Linked DNA regions of Mus musculus: all the other regions are linked to region 5. The links are chromatin contacts, called in public ChIA-PET, HiChIP or PLAC-seq, Micro-C and promoter capture Hi-C maps. All regions are on one chromosome and are shown on one strand. The core of a region is the stretch at or near the end of the contact, and the rest is flanking DNA. Distances in the headings are between cores, read along the strand shown.

Region 1 (2,888 bases), core at 181-2,680, 740 kb after region 5:
TATAATGGTATTTTCCAGGGGTGTCCATTCACATCTCGACATCGTGATTGACAGTATGTACAGATGTGTTGGATAATACTCATAGCTCCTGTTATGCCTGTGGGCCCTGAGTTACAGGCTATATACAACTACTTAGGGTGATATTTCACATGGTGATTGTCAAATGGCAGAACTAGTAAAAGTAGGCCTACTTGTTAAAGTAAGTGACTTGTATGGGTATGTTTTGATCATGGTCCCTTCCTTCTCTCTGCTTTCTGTCCACCTTAAGACAAGTCACTCTGCTCACCAGCCACCACGATGGTTTGCCTCATCACAGGACCAGCCATAAGGGAGCTGGAGCCCTTGGACAGAAACCTGAAGCATGAGTCCAGGTGTGATTGTGGGGATTTTGGGAAGAGGGATAGTGGATGTACATCCAGAGGCAGTGAGGTCCCAGATGCCTCCTCTGTAGTGAGGGGGTCAAGCAGAAGAGCTCTCGAACCTGACAGATTTGTGAGCTGTCCTTGCTCAGCAGTCATGAGCACATCTCTGTGCCAAGAACTGAAGGGATAGCTGGAGCCCTCAGGCCACAGGGACTCAGGACACATGTGACTCCTGACAGTTGACCACTAACGTGGTCTGGCAGCCGCATCATTCCCCAGAAAATGAGTGTAGACAAACATCATCCAAACAGTAGTTTAATGTCCCAGGACCTTCCTGACCCTTTCAGCTGCTTCCTGAGATGAACAGGAATCACAGGGTAGAGGAGACACAGCACACTTCACGGGATACCAAAGACAGAGGAGAGAGGTGTGGATAGTCAACCCATGTGAACTCAAGTTGGTCTGGTGTCCCCTGGGTCTGCTCCCTCCCATGCAAGACAGGGAGCCTATGCGTGTGAAGGAGAAACAGCTGCGGCAGCGGGCGATCGCGGCGATCAGGGAGGCACATTCCCGCAGTGACTGACAGTTTTCTGTTTAGCACAGTCCCTGCGCACTGTAAGAAAGCGGAAGAGATGAGGGATCTGAGGATAGCCTCGGGATTAGTAACAAGCAGCAACCACTAGACCTGGCAGTGGATATGTGAACCCCATCACGTGCTACTGATAAGGAAACTAAACAACACCTGGAGTCAAGCCTCCCGCATCAGGAGGAAGACGAACTCGGGGGTGGGGGTGGGGTGCGGCGGGGAGGAGGCTATTTCTGAAGCCTATGAGAGCTGTTTCTGCCATGGCAGAAATATGCCTGCTCGCTTTCCCTTTCCATTTGATACTTAGTACCATGATGTTCCTTGGAAGTTATTTTTCACACATGTTCATCTATTGGGCAGTGTTCCTTTTCCAGATCTCAGGCAGAAGTCAGTGAAACATCTCAGCGTAAAGAGCCGCGGGAGCAGTCAGCACCGAAGGAGGAAGGGTCGGAAGACGGTTCTCAGGGACCAAGGCAAGGAAAGCGGCTCAAACTGATGACGCTACTGGCCAGCGCCTCAGGATGACGTCATGTAACCGCGCCGTCGCCGCTACTGCACTGGAGGCTCCGCCCAGCTTCTCCATTGCTAGCGCTTCAGTCTAGCAGGAAGGTCCCGTGCAGCTACCTTGGCATTCTAGCTGTCGGTTCATATTCGGGTGGAACTGGCCGTTTGAACACTCTTGAGAACTGTATTCTCATATCCGTAGCCCATCACTTGACTTCTAGGTATTCATTTTTTGAGTCTTTGTATATTCTAGACATTAACCCTGTCCTGTTCAGCTAGCAAGGTACTGCACGGTCCAAACTCGCCCTCCCGGGCGACCAGCTCATAATGACCTCCCGCCCTCAGTCTTATCGCTCATTTTTTTGTGGGGTGAGTGAGCAGGCCCCGTAGCACTAACTCCTGGAACCAGAGTATGTGGAACCACATGAGAGTGAGCTCGAAAACTGTAAAACAGTTGGTTTTACATCTATGATACATCTTTTAGTATGTTTAAGAGCTAATCCCATCCATTTGTAATTTTGATTGTAAACTTTGGATAAGATTTTTTCCAGAAGAAACACTGACATTTGCTTTGTGATTGAGTGAGTGTTCGCTGAGAGAACAGGTATTCAGCACGAACTCCTTTTTTTTTTTTAATCAAACATTTAATATCCTTTAAAATTCTTCAAGATATATCAACAGCCTATTTTATGTATAAAGATAAAGGAGGAAAGCAATGTATGTAATTAATGTGAAATTAAGACAACTTTCCTGAATATATATATACTATCTCAAATCAATAATAAAGATGAGTACTGCTTTTTTGCCTGTTAAGGAAAGTCATCTTATTGAAAAAACAAACAGCTGAAACGAAGTTTTCTCATGACACAAATGGACTAATTATACAGGTCTCAAAAATGTTTTAAAAAGTACCCTAAGAAGAAAATTTTCTCATTGGACTACACAGAAGCCATCATCTGTGGTGGGGGTGTATATGGAGGGATGTGTGGCAGCTGTTAGGGCTGGCAGCCTCTCCTGAAAACATCTAGAGATTTAATCTGACTCCTTTCATAACTTGCCCAGGACTGTGCCACGCCTGAAGGAATATAAACTCCTGTACAGCACTTGTTAAGTCATGGACTCAGTGTGGGTGTCCATCATTGGATGAATGGCAAAACAGCACAAACACACAGACCTAACTCCCCAGGGCACACACCCAACCATTCTCTCAGTCTGATTCTAGTATCCTGTCCCTCATATCTATTCTCTAAGACTGATCCCTAGTTTAAGTCAATTGAGGTCTGTTTTATGGTAGTGGTGCCTCTCCTATCTGGTGAGACTCCTGGTACCTCCCGTGAGTTTGCAGTAGACTCAAAGGTCCTCTCCCTATGCATGACAGGAGCCCCCCACCCCATCCATCCTCACATGCAGATTTGGTTTATAGGTGTTATTGGTTG
Region 2 (2,784 bases), core at 99-2,598, 540 kb before region 5:
AAGAAGAAATCATGGTGTTGGCAGTGAAAGAAATATAAAGGATGCTGAGCAGACAAAATGACTTATTCTCCTTCACCATCCCCAGAATGGATTGTAGAATATTAAATCCATAGTAAGCCTATACTAAGCCAGGACTCAGATGTTTCTCATCTCCATGTAGCTAGAGAGGGTATAAATAAGAGCTAGGAGCTAATCACCACAAGACCATGTATTGACTCCAGTAATCAAAATCAGGAAGTCTGTGCCTTGACTGCTCTCCCTTGCAAGGTAGATTTGGCTCGCTAATGGCCTCCACTTGGCAATGCAACATCTTTCCTCGAAGTACAGCTCAACCCAGAGGAGAAAAGTATCGGCTAGCTGCTGAGTCCATGGTTGGCTCTCAATTAGCCCAATTCTTTCTTTGCCAGCCCCAAGATTTGCATGGACACAGGACTCTCTAGTCTCCAGTACACTGATATCCCTCCATGATTGTCCTTTAAGGAGAACAGACCTGAATTGGGGGCATGACAGGTGATAAACATGTCTCTGTGCCCGTGCTTCATGTGGTCATTAAGCCCCTTCTGAATATAGTGCTGAACTAAGTGATCCAAAGCTGCAGGTGCTGTGCTTGCTTTCTTCCTCCAAATCCCACTTTCCTATCCCCGTTCTCTGTCCTTGCTTGATTTAGTAGTTGGTGTCTTTACTCAGTTCTAAGATAACGGTGGGCATTATTATTATTTTATTTGTGAGTGGGGTGGGGTGGGTGGGGTGCACTTCTGGAGACTGGGGGTTGACTTCTGGTATCCTCCTCCATCATTATCTTAGTTTTTGAGGCAGGGTCTCTCACTGAAGCTGGAGCTCATCAATCCAGTTAGCCTGGCGGGCCAGCAAGCCCCGGGACCCTCTTATCTCAGTCTCCCTGGTGCTGGGATTATAAGCATGCGCTGTCACATCTGGCTTTCTACATGGGTGTTGGGGATCTCAACTCAAGTCCTCACGCTTGTGCCGGAAGCGGTTTACCCACTGAGACATCTCAGCCTCATTATGGGGCATTTTTGGTGGATGCTGTGTTGCAAGAAGGTTACTTGATGCCTCATGGGACAGTATCATGTCAATGCTTCAGTGCATGTTGTATTTCCTCTAGGGCATTCGCCACATAGAAACATCTCCAGTTATAAAGAGCCTTTGCTTTCTTTATTCTCTGGAAGAACCCAACCTTTCTGCCACACTCTCCCCTCCCCCACGCTCTCTTTAAATGCCAAATCTCCCTGTGGAGATGGGAGAAAATGTTGGGAGAAAGCCCGGTGGGGAAAATAAACAGTGGTCAGTGTGTTCACTCTGATTACAGCCTTAAGTGCCAGACAATAGCTGCAGTGAGCCCAAGCAAGCAGAGTTCAATACAGCTTTCTTCCCTCCTCAATGCAACTCTGATTCAGCCATGGCTACGCAGGAGAAATGGCGATCTAACTGGGGCAGCACAACCTGGGAATCGTGTGCTGTTCTCTAGGGCCGGCTCCTCAACGGTCTGGAAAGCAACTGAGACCAAGCTTGAAGTGTTTCATGGACATGAACCACTTCCACAGCAGCAGAGCCCCCTTACAAGCGTCTACCTTTTGTTAGCAATCGTACGAGTATGATTTCTAAAGCTAACCATCCAGCTGCTGTCTCTCAGGCCCAAATCTACCCGTGTTTTGGGAGGTGGTGCTTGAATAATCATCTCTTCTCTCGGGCTGGTGCCATATTAGATTTCACCACTAGGCGGCATCAGAGGGCGAGTGCAAAGCTCTGAGCTGGGGGAGGGGAGGGAGGCCTTCGCCTTCTAAATCTTACCAACTTCATCTTGCTGGGGAGCATTTGTTTTGTATCTAACGTTCTCAACACTACTTGCACTAGCCTCTTCCTCGTTGTTTTTTTTTTTTTTTTCCCCCTGCCCCACAATTTACAAGATTTCTCTTACTTTTAAAAGATGCTCTTCTGTTTTTTTTTTTTTTTTTTTTTTTTTTTTTTTTTTTTTGGGTTTGGTTTGGTTTGGTTTAAACACACACACACACACAATTCCAGTTCTCTGTATCCGTTTTTCACTCAAAACATAGAAGAGAAGCTCGAACAGCTGCTTCGTGGGGAGAAAGGTCCCTCATGCTTAAAGATCCAATTTCCTCCTGGGTGGTGGATAAAGCTAAGGAGATAAAAAATGACCTTTCACCTCCAGGAAACAGAAATGTAAGATTAATCTGCAGCTTTGAAACTAATGAGTTGGCTCATCGCAGCAGAGCAGCCCGTGAATAACATACCATGTGTGGAGCCAGCAACCTGGCAACTTTTGTTCATCATATGGGGCTTGGGAGGGAGGAGAGCTGAGAAAGGAATTCATTTTTAAAAATAATCCTCAGAGGATGCTATCTGCTAGGTCTCCACGAAGCTGGTATTACAGGAGGAAGAGATTGGGGGTGGGGTGGGGGTGGGGGAGATCATGAGCCTCTAATGAGCTTGGCTTTTCCCTGCAGAATAACAGAAGGATTCAGACAGGCAGGGAGACTGTGAGGTGGTTAAGGCCATGATCTTGGAGTTGGACTCCTTGGTATCTAAGGCTGATCTGTGGATTCCTCCATGTGTAATCGTGGGTGTGTTTCTTAACTTGTGCCTTGGGAGGTTTGGATTAGATAGTGCACGGAAAATACTATATTCTAGCCAAGAATCTGGTTAGTTTTGCATTTTTACTAGTGATTGAAGGAGGCAGGGGCAATTTGAGGGTGATTTATCCAGGGAGTAGGAAGTCTAAGGTTTCTTCTCTGACAAGAGGAAATG
Region 3 (2,700 bases), core at 26-2,525, 710 kb after region 5:
TGGATTTGCCTCCGGGCTTGTCTCCAAAGTCTGCCCTCATCAGCACCTTCCCAGGCTGGGGATGTAGCATGCCAAGCTGGCTACGAGCCCCCAAGCAGGTGTCTTCTTCTGGGGAACGGTGAGATATGACGCTGATGAGATGGATCAGAAGGGGTCTGCCTGCTCTTGCCAGGCTGGCCTGCTGGTTGCCTTCTCCTCTGGCTCCAGTGCAGCATTCCTAACCTTTGGTTCTCTTCCCCTGCCAGGGCCAGACAATATGCCAAACAGATATTGCTTGCACAGTGGGTGAAACAAACTCCGGCCTCCCAGGAGGTGAAGTCTGCCGGACTGAGGAGGGGCCTGGGAAGAGGGTGTAACAGGCCCAAGGAGGGCTGTAGTGACACTCTACCAAGGAGGGAGTAAGGGTGTGCCTGGGGCTGGCAGTGCTCCTGAGATGGCTTCAGAGGCGCTTTCACCAGAGGCACTGGTGACTCACCGGCTTCTCCCACACCCAGTCCCCTAGTAGGTGGTGTTGCTCCGTTTGTTGAATGAATGTTAAGATTCACTAGGAAAATTCTTAAGGACTAGTTGCAGTAGGAAGAGGCCAGAGGTCTGGGTGAACTATCCTCAGCTAGGGGCTCTAACCAAATCAGTGCACCAGGAACCCGGCAGCAGAGAAAAGTCTCCCTCTCCACGTCATCCAGCCAGGCTAGTCCAGCTACAGTAGCATCACACAGCCTTTGAGTACACACCCCCTAGGGAGCGAAGACCAAAGAAGCATTTGCTGGACAGTTCCACCTGGGCAGGATCACCTCATCAGTCTGCTCACCAATAGACACTTTCCCCGTGGTCCTTCAGTTCCCCAAGTTCCCCAAGTTTCGTATCCCCAGGGGCCCAGAGAGAAACTAGGAGTGGAAGAAGCAGCCGTGCACGAGCGGACTCGACTAATTGCTGAGGCCCACAAACGCGCAGCCCGAGATGGAGAAGCTCAGAGAGCTGAGGGCAGCTGCACCCACTGGGGTAGCACCCCTGTAAGACCCAGCGCGGATCCAGGGAAAAAGCGGCCCGGATGATGGTGTCACCCGGGCATCAGGAAGCACTTACGTTCGCTGCCATGGTGGGCTTGGTTCGCTGCCGCCGTCTTGCTCTATTCCGCTAGGAATTGGGCTGACGACCGGAACGCAGAATACGGTGACCTCCTGTCTGCCACAGAGCTGCAAGACTTCTCGTGGAATCCAGGACCTGGCGGGACGCAGGACAAAAGTTACCGCCCTGCCTAAGCCTCAAGTTGTCTGCGCGTGCGCATCTTAAGGGCTGCTGGGAAATGTAGTCCGACGTCTGACACGTTCGCCACAAAATTACAAACCACTGTATTTCACTGGTGCGCGTGCGCGCTGCAAGATTTCTGGGAAATGTAGTATCGGTCTAGTTGGAGAGGCGCAAGGGCTGCTGGTCAGTGTAGTTTTCGACTGAGAAGCGGTTCTGGTGCTTAGGACGCGCGGAGGCAGGCGCGCGGCGGGCAGGCCTGGAGGGGGCGGGTCTGTGCGGGCCTCAGTGCCACCCGCCAGGCCTGAGAAGCGGCGAGGGAGGTCACGGCGAGAAGGTGTATCCGCTCCAGCCGCGCCCGCTGCCTCTGCGAGCTGCAGAGGACTGTCGGGAACAACCATGTCCTACTGCCGGCAGGAAGGTGAGTCGGGCGCTGCCATGGAGACCGGCCGGGACGGGCCTGCGAGAGACACGCGATCAAGTGGTCTCCACCGAGCGGCTGTGGGCCCTTTAGTGGGCCTCACGCGGCGGTTTCCAGACGAGAGAGGCAGAGGCTCCGTGAGGAACGAGGCCGGTCCAAGGTCAAGGTGAAGCCCGAACCCGGGCCTCGGAGGGCCTCACGTGGGCCTGGCCAGTGTGGAGCACGTTGTCTCTGGCTGGGAATCGGGGACTGTTAGGAATTAGACACCGTCGCTCCTAGCACTCCCCACGTGGTTCTATCCCGCCCAGGCTTTTTAGCTATCCCGAAAAATTACCGCTTGGGCTAGAGTGGGCGTGCTGAAGTGCATCTGGCAGGAGCATTTAGTGAGCGCCTTCTGTGTACTAGGCACGCTTTTAAACTTAACGTAGCCATTTTTATATGTCGGGTTCCCTTACTGTCCACGTCTTATCAAACGGAAAATTAAGACAGGTTACTCGATCCAGGAACCCACATCAGGTCACGAAACCGGGACCCGCTATGAAAGAGCTTCCTTTCTTCCGTCATTTCTAGCCACGTTGAGGACCACTCACTACCTGTTGTTACCTGTAAGCAGCAACCCAGAAGAATCCAGACCAATCTGTTGCTCTAAGGTCTCCCAGCACTGACTGGCTTCTTATGTCTGAGCTGCCAAACCCGCCAGGCCCTAGTTTCCACTCCTGTAAATTGAGAGATCAGGCGTCATTTACTCTGGTATTCACGAAGCACGTGCCCAAGGCAGGAAAGAGTTGGAGGGCTCTTGAGAATACAAAGCTACAGAGAGACTTGGTTCACCCAGAATTCTCAGCTCCTTTACTCTTAAGTCTAGAGAACATGAGGTACAAAGGAGGAAGTGATCCACCCAAGGCCATACATCCAGTTAGAAGGCCCCAGTCCGCTGTAGAACCCCCTCCTTCCCAGCATCATCATTGGTGCCTCTCCCGAGGACTGTTTCTGTTGGTTAGCACTTGGTGTTCCGCATACGAAAGTCCTTGACC
Region 4 (2,700 bases), core at 191-2,690, 520 kb before region 5:
CTTTGATCACAGTACATAAATATTTGTCTTAATTGCTGAATTTATTCTCTGTAAATTGTGCTCCTGAGGCAAAGGCCTTACATGCCTCTCCTTAGAACCAAACTAAACTTCGTTGTCTTATTGGTGAACGTGGACAGCTTGTTCTGATGAAGAAGGGGGTGTCTGAGTTGCATCTGGCTATTCCTTTGATTTTGATAGATAGGTATCTTGCCCCCCGCCCCCCATTTGCTGGGTTATCCCAGGTGGAGATGGCTTCTCTTCATTCAACTTCAATGGCCCAGATATAAAATGCTAAGCCAGAAGATGACCATCTTCTTCTCAGTGATGACAAATTGTCTTCTTTTGACTTGCAGGAGTATCCAGAGTATACAAACCTACATATGTGCCTAAGCAAAGAAGACAGGGCCCTTCTGTCATTTGGGTTTGGTTGAGAACAGATGTCAACACATGATTTGTATGTCATGAATGTGTAAGGGATGGCTTAGTGGGTGGTGGAGAGAGTTCAGGGGAAGTGCTATTTGAGCGGATGTATCAATGACTAGTGGACACCATAGTCTTGCCTGTTAGAACAACATCCTTGTTTTCCATCTCTAATCTTGCATCAGTCCTGAGTTTGTGCCAGTTACAACCACTGCACATGACCTGACTCATCCTTCAACCATGCTATAAGATAAAGTCTTCTGTTACATCTTTATTTATTTATTTATTTATTTATTTTTAAGGGATTGATAAGAGGGCAGGTAATGGTGGTACATGACTTTAATCCCAGTACTCAAAAGCCAGAGGCAGGCCAGTATTTGTGAGTTAAAGACCAGTGTGTTCTACATAGTCCAGCCAGGGCTACATAGTAAGACACTCCCACACCCATCTATCGATCTATCTATCTATCTATCTATCTGTCTGTCTGTCTGTCTGTCTGTCTGTCTGTCTGTCTGTCTGCATATAGATACATACATTTATATGCATACATTTATATTAGACACATATATTGATAAGCACACAAGTTTAACAAATTTTGAGAGATCATTAATACACAGTGGAAGAAGAGTTTAAATGTTTAAATTTAATGTGAAAATCTCTCATCTTTGCATCTCCTCCCGATGTCTGTGAAGTGTCCCCTGCCTCCTAACTTCAGGGACCAGAGTGAGCGGAAGAGCTTTTAGGGGCTGGGCCAGCCAAAGAGTTCTCCCCAGAGGGCAAGGAAGCAGGAGAAAAGAGAAAGTGGCCTCAGCTGGTGCCAGAGAGGATGGGACTGGCTGGGGGAGGGCGGGGAGCTCGCCGAGAGGGGAGGGACCAGCAGGCGGGGAGCGAGCTGCAGAGGGAAGGGAGGAGGGGAAACGTGCTCTCCCGAACCAGGCGGGACAGCTAGGCGGAGACCGCCCGGCTGACGACCGCACCAGCCCAGTCCACCCGCCCTCCCGGCGGCTGCAGCGCGGACACATTCAACCGACAGCGCTGCGTGCGGGAAGCGCCCGGCCATGTTCAGCCGGAGCTCGCGGAAAAGACTGTCCCGCCGCTCGGTGAGTGTCCTCCACCCGAGCGGAGCCGCCCGCCCGGTCCCCACCGCCGGCAGCCAGCGCCCGGGCCCAGCCCCTCTCCACCCCGCGGCCGCGCACCTGTGGCCCCAGGTAAGCTGGCCCCGCGGGCGCGCGAGGGGCTGGGCCCTACCCCAGGCCGGGCGACAGTGCCACCAGGGACCTGGACCCTAAATGCCATAGTTCAGGGCACCGCGGGTGAACCTTTTTCTTTTCCTCTTCTCGTAAGGAATATGGGAACCCCAGCTGAGAAACAGGACCTGGGACTGGCTTTTGGGCGTCCCAGCTACCCTCTTCTAGGGAACCCTGGCTTAGTCCAGGACAGCCACCAGGTGGTCCCCGCAACTCCAGGGAACGGAAAGGTCTTGCTTTTGTTTCTTAGAAACCGGTGACCAAGGTGTCTGGGGGAGACAAAGCCCCAGCCAAGCCATTTCTTGGTGGTTTGGTGCCCATGCTCTCTATATAGACAGCCCACCTGGAATCACATGCCCTTCTCCAGGTGGGAGAATCTGGTCCCAAGTCCCCAACATCAGAAAACAGTTGAGTCCAATCACAGAGGCGGGGTGGGAGGGGCAGGCCTTCCTGCCTAGGATACAAGTGGGGCTTTGAGGGGAGCCCTGGTGGTGGACACGCTTGTGTTGTCTTTTTGTTTTGAAGTTGACTGGACTGGGTCGGATTGAGAGAGGCCAGCCATGTAACGCCTGTGGTGACCAGTGTCCCGGGTTCGCCTTGCACAAATGGAGGTAGGATGGTCTTAAACACACAACACTAGGGAAGAAAAATAAATACACTTTCCCCCTTTTAAGTCTATCCTGTAAGTCACATGGAAAGAATGCAAACACTGTTCCTTTAAGAGCCCAGCTACATCTGCTACAAATATTGAAGGTGGAAGTGGTGGCCAGACACTGGAGGATGCAGGAGATGCATTTTCCTGATGCCAGAGCTTTAAGTGGGAAGTCTCTAGGTAACTCTGCCCCAAACAATTCAAACCCGGAGCATGGCGGTGTTGCTAGGCTCCGTGGTGCAGTGGGTGGAGGATTGCCTAGACGAACTGGTGTTCTCCGATTGTGCTTTCAGTTCAGTCCTTGTAACTCTGGGTCCCAACCACAAATCCACCACTGCCTGCCTGTGCTGTGTCAACCTCTTCCCGTAGCCAGATGTTTCT
Region 5 (2,700 bases), core at 43-2,542:
TTCCTCTTCAGACATGTAGTTATAGCTGAAGCTTATTAGTGATGTGTTCACATATATGCAGGCAAAACACTCATACATAGGGGCTGGAGAGATGGCTCAGTGGTTTAGAGCACTGACTGTTCTTCCAGAGGTCCTGAGTTCAATTCCCAGAACCCACATAGTGGCTCACAACCATCTGTAATGGAATCCGATGCCCTCTTCTGGTGTGTCTGAAGACAGCTACAGTGTACTCATAAATAAAATTAATAAATCTTTTAAAAAATATAGACATAAAGTAAAAAAAAAAAAACTAAAACAATTTACAATTTGGTAGCTGGGGAGATGGCTCGGTGGGTAAGAGTACTTGAGGGTCTGAGTTCTGATCCCAGGATCCATGTAAAAATCTAGGTGAGATCATCTGTGCCTGTAACCCCAGAAGTGTGGGTTACAATCCCAATTGCTGGAGCTTACTAAGAGAACAGAAACACAGCAGGACACTTTTCCCCCAGCCTTCATGTGTGCACAGGACATGTCTAGAATTGTTGGATTATTTGAGCAGAGGAAAGAACACTTAAGTTTTGAAAAAAAAATACTAGAATAAAAGATTAACAGATGAAAAATGCTCTAATGGGCTTATCAGTAGACAGTTCATCTATGAAGCCTGGGAAGTCAGTTGAAAATTTACATAATTACAAAGGGAAAAAATCTTGAGAATCCTATAGAAAAATTAATTTCAGCCATAAACAGCGATTAAAAATTACAGTGGGGCTGGAAAAATGGCTTAGCAGTTCAGTGCACTTGCTGCTCTTTTAGAGGTCCCACATGGCAGTTCACAGCTCTGTAAGGTCAATTTCAGGGGACCCAACGCCCTCTTCCAGCCTCTGCGGGCACTGCGTGTATGTGGTGCACAGCCACAACACACAAGCAAAACAGTAAGGTAAAAATAAATCCTAAAAAAAAAAATGCAGCGCAGAGTGACATGTTGATTGTTGACTTGTCATATCTGTCACAACCACTCTTAACAAGCGAACGACCCCCTCCTCTAAGCAGAGTCCTTTGAGGCAGACCCTGACGCGCCAGAGCAAGCCACTCTTTCCTCCTTTGCAAATAAGTTTTCCCTTTGAATCAACAGCGACTTTTCCGTCAAGCTCTTCACTTCAGAACTGGAGATCTTGGGAGAAGATAATTGGTTTCTGTGAAGACAAAAACGACAGGTTGATTCCCAACGCTGAGGCGGCTGCGAGCCCGGGCCCAAACTACGAGTCCCAGGCTGCCCCGCGGCCGCGCTGGCCGCCGGGAAGTGCCTCCCAAGATTCCCGGAGCCGCGCTGGTCCGCGGCTTGAGGAGTTCCTGACTTCCACCATGCCGATGAAGGGTCGCTTCCCGATCCGCCGTACGCTGCAGTACCTGGGTCGCGGGGACGTGGTATTCAAGGAGTCTGTGAAGATCATGACCGTGAACTACAACACGTATGGGGAACTGGGCGAAGGCGCCAGGTCAGTGTGGGTCACAGCCCTCGGGGTTCAGTGAAAGAAGCTGAGGCAGTGGAGGGCATCCCGACTGATCCCCGATAGAAACCCGAGTGCTCCTCCACCGGAGGGATGGGTTGCGGCTGGAAGGCTGGCCCCTTGTGCGAGGCTGTGGCGCGGGGAACGCCTTGGGAGCGGAGTAGTAAGTTTCCGCACCTGTGCACAGCATGGCTTGCTGCTGCTTAGGACACTTGATGAATGAAAGGTTTCATTGACCCGTTTATCATCTCTGAGCAATGCTTTGGACCCTTCCGAACTTACTGCACATTTATTGAGCGCCCAAAACGCTGGGTTCAGTACTGGGATTTTCCACAGTACGGGATAAACATGACTGTAGATAGAAGTGGATTTGTAGAACGGATCAGAAAGAGAGAAGAGAATAATTTTCAAGGTGGAGAGTGGCCCCTGTGGCAAAGACCTTGACTTCATGAGAGCCAGAAGCCGCCTTCAAGCCATTTTCTCTGGTCAAGTTGACCCCCAAGACCTAAGATTTGCTAGCCTGGGATCTGCTGGGGTGAGGGCTCTCTGGAACCCTCTCGGTGGACCAGAGGGTTCGGGCTCTACTCCCCACTTGTCAGGAGTTTATGCATATGCAAAGGCCTCTTAACTAGTTGTATGACCTTGGGATCACACAAGTTCTCTCAACTTCTGACAGCATTTTTCCTAGGCGGAACACCACAACATCAGTGTGTTGGTGGTGGTGTGGGGTTGCTGGAGAATAAAGTGCCTGGCAGAGTGCAACAGGTGCTGACCTTGTGCCCATTTGATCCAGTAGGTGCATCTATATCTATCTGGTTTGTGGGCACAAGGCTCTGTGCTTTGGGATGGGAAGACAGAGACTTGCTGACAAGTTCTGCCTTCAAGCTTTTGGGTGGTGTGCTGTGGAGCTTTCAGGGCAGTGTTTCCTCCCCAGAAGCAGTTCTTTCACTTTTTCAAGTTTTGTGTTGATGTAATTACTTAAAGGTCTCCACCCCACCCGACCCTGTGTTTGTGTATGTGTGGATACATTAGCATTCAACCAAAGATAATGTTTCTAAGGAGCTGGCTGACTTGGTTTCTTTTTGAAATAGGGTCTCTCAGCCTGGGCTTCATGGATTCAGCTAGGCTGGTCAGTAAGCCTGGAGCCAGCAAGCAAGGGCTCACACCTGGCCTTTTACCTCTCTCTCTCTCTCTCTCTCTCTCTCTCTCTGTC

The links. Hi-C and Micro-C count contacts between places; a contact is called where the count stands out from the background. ChIA-PET counts read pairs in DNA pulled down with a chosen protein or histone mark. HiChIP or PLAC-seq counts read pairs in DNA pulled down with a chosen protein or histone mark. Capture Hi-C pulls out chosen DNA fragments and counts their contacts.
Region 1: a contact with region 5 is called in an RNA polymerase II ChIA-PET map of memory CD8 T cells, with 8 read pairs. The contact joins the promoter of 1810044D09Rik here to the promoter of Mrps25 in region 5. A contact is called at or near these places in 2 of 115 datasets of contacts at active chromatin or transcription factors (bone marrow-derived macrophages and memory CD8 T cells).
Region 2: a contact with region 5 is called in a Micro-C map of embryonic stem cells, with 4 times the contacts expected there. The contact joins the enhancer-like site here to the promoter of Mrps25 in region 5. A contact is called at or near these places in 2 of 39 promoter capture datasets (hippocampal neurons and liver), 1 of 484 Hi-C or Micro-C datasets (embryonic stem cells) and 1 of 115 datasets of contacts at active chromatin or transcription factors (astrocytes).
Region 3: a contact with region 5 is called in a promoter capture Hi-C map of liver, with 3 times the contacts expected there. The contact joins the promoter of Tmem43 here to the promoter of Mrps25 in region 5. A contact is called at or near these places in 7 of 39 promoter capture datasets (3T3-L1-derived adipocytes, cranial neural crest, hippocampal neurons and 3 more), 6 of 115 datasets of contacts at active chromatin or transcription factors (astrocytes, bone marrow-derived macrophages, embryonic stem cells and 3 more) and 2 of 9 other capture datasets (liver and pancreatic islet).
Region 4: a contact with region 5 is called in an H3K4me3 HiChIP or PLAC-seq map of embryonic stem cells, with 3 times the contacts expected there. The contact joins the promoter of Prickle2 here to the promoter of Mrps25 in region 5. A contact is called at or near these places in 3 of 39 promoter capture datasets (embryonic stem cells, hippocampal neurons and liver) and 3 of 115 datasets of contacts at active chromatin or transcription factors (astrocytes and embryonic stem cells).

What each region holds. Positions count from the first base shown.
Region 1 is chr6:91,439,529-91,442,416 of GRCm38.p6, reverse strand. 1810044D09Rik (RIKEN cDNA 1810044D09 gene) reads right to left here and starts at 1,430. Exons shown (of 2, transcript NR_038153.1): 1 at 1,259-1,430; 2 at 662-975. 4930471M09Rik (RIKEN cDNA 4930471M09 gene) reads left to right here and starts at 1,563. Exons shown (of 3, transcript NR_045980.1): 1 at 1,563-2,056.
Region 2 is chr6:92,727,270-92,730,053 of GRCm38.p6, reverse strand. No RefSeq gene overlaps it. Among named protein-coding and RNA genes, the nearest start is that of Prickle2, 22 kb to the right of the region's middle. Within about 2 kb of position 1,348, at least 67 of the 459 cell types and tissues checked have an H3K27ac peak or open chromatin away from gene starts, as enhancers often do. A contact at or near this core is called in astrocytes, embryonic stem cells and hippocampal neurons, where this site is marked.
Region 3 is chr6:91,472,282-91,474,981 of GRCm38.p6, reverse strand. Tmem43 (transmembrane protein 43) reads right to left here and starts at 1,275. Exons shown (of 12, transcript NM_028766.3): 1 at 1,084-1,275. The coding sequence starts at 1,095. It overlaps Chchd4 (coiled-coil-helix-coiled-coil-helix domain containing 4), which reads left to right and starts at 1,559. Exons shown (of 3, transcript NM_133928.2): 1 at 1,559-1,666. The coding sequence starts at 1,645.
Region 4 is chr6:92,704,924-92,707,623 of GRCm38.p6, reverse strand. It overlaps Prickle2 (prickle planar cell polarity protein 2), which reads left to right and starts at 1,440. Exons shown (of 9, transcript NM_001081146.2): 1 at 1,440-1,520; 2 at 2,193-2,278. The coding sequence starts at 1,479.
Region 5 is chr6:92,182,615-92,185,314 of GRCm38.p6, reverse strand. Mrps25 (mitochondrial ribosomal protein S25) reads left to right here and starts at 1,292. Exons shown (of 4, transcript NM_025578.4): 1 at 1,292-1,475. The coding sequence starts at 1,342.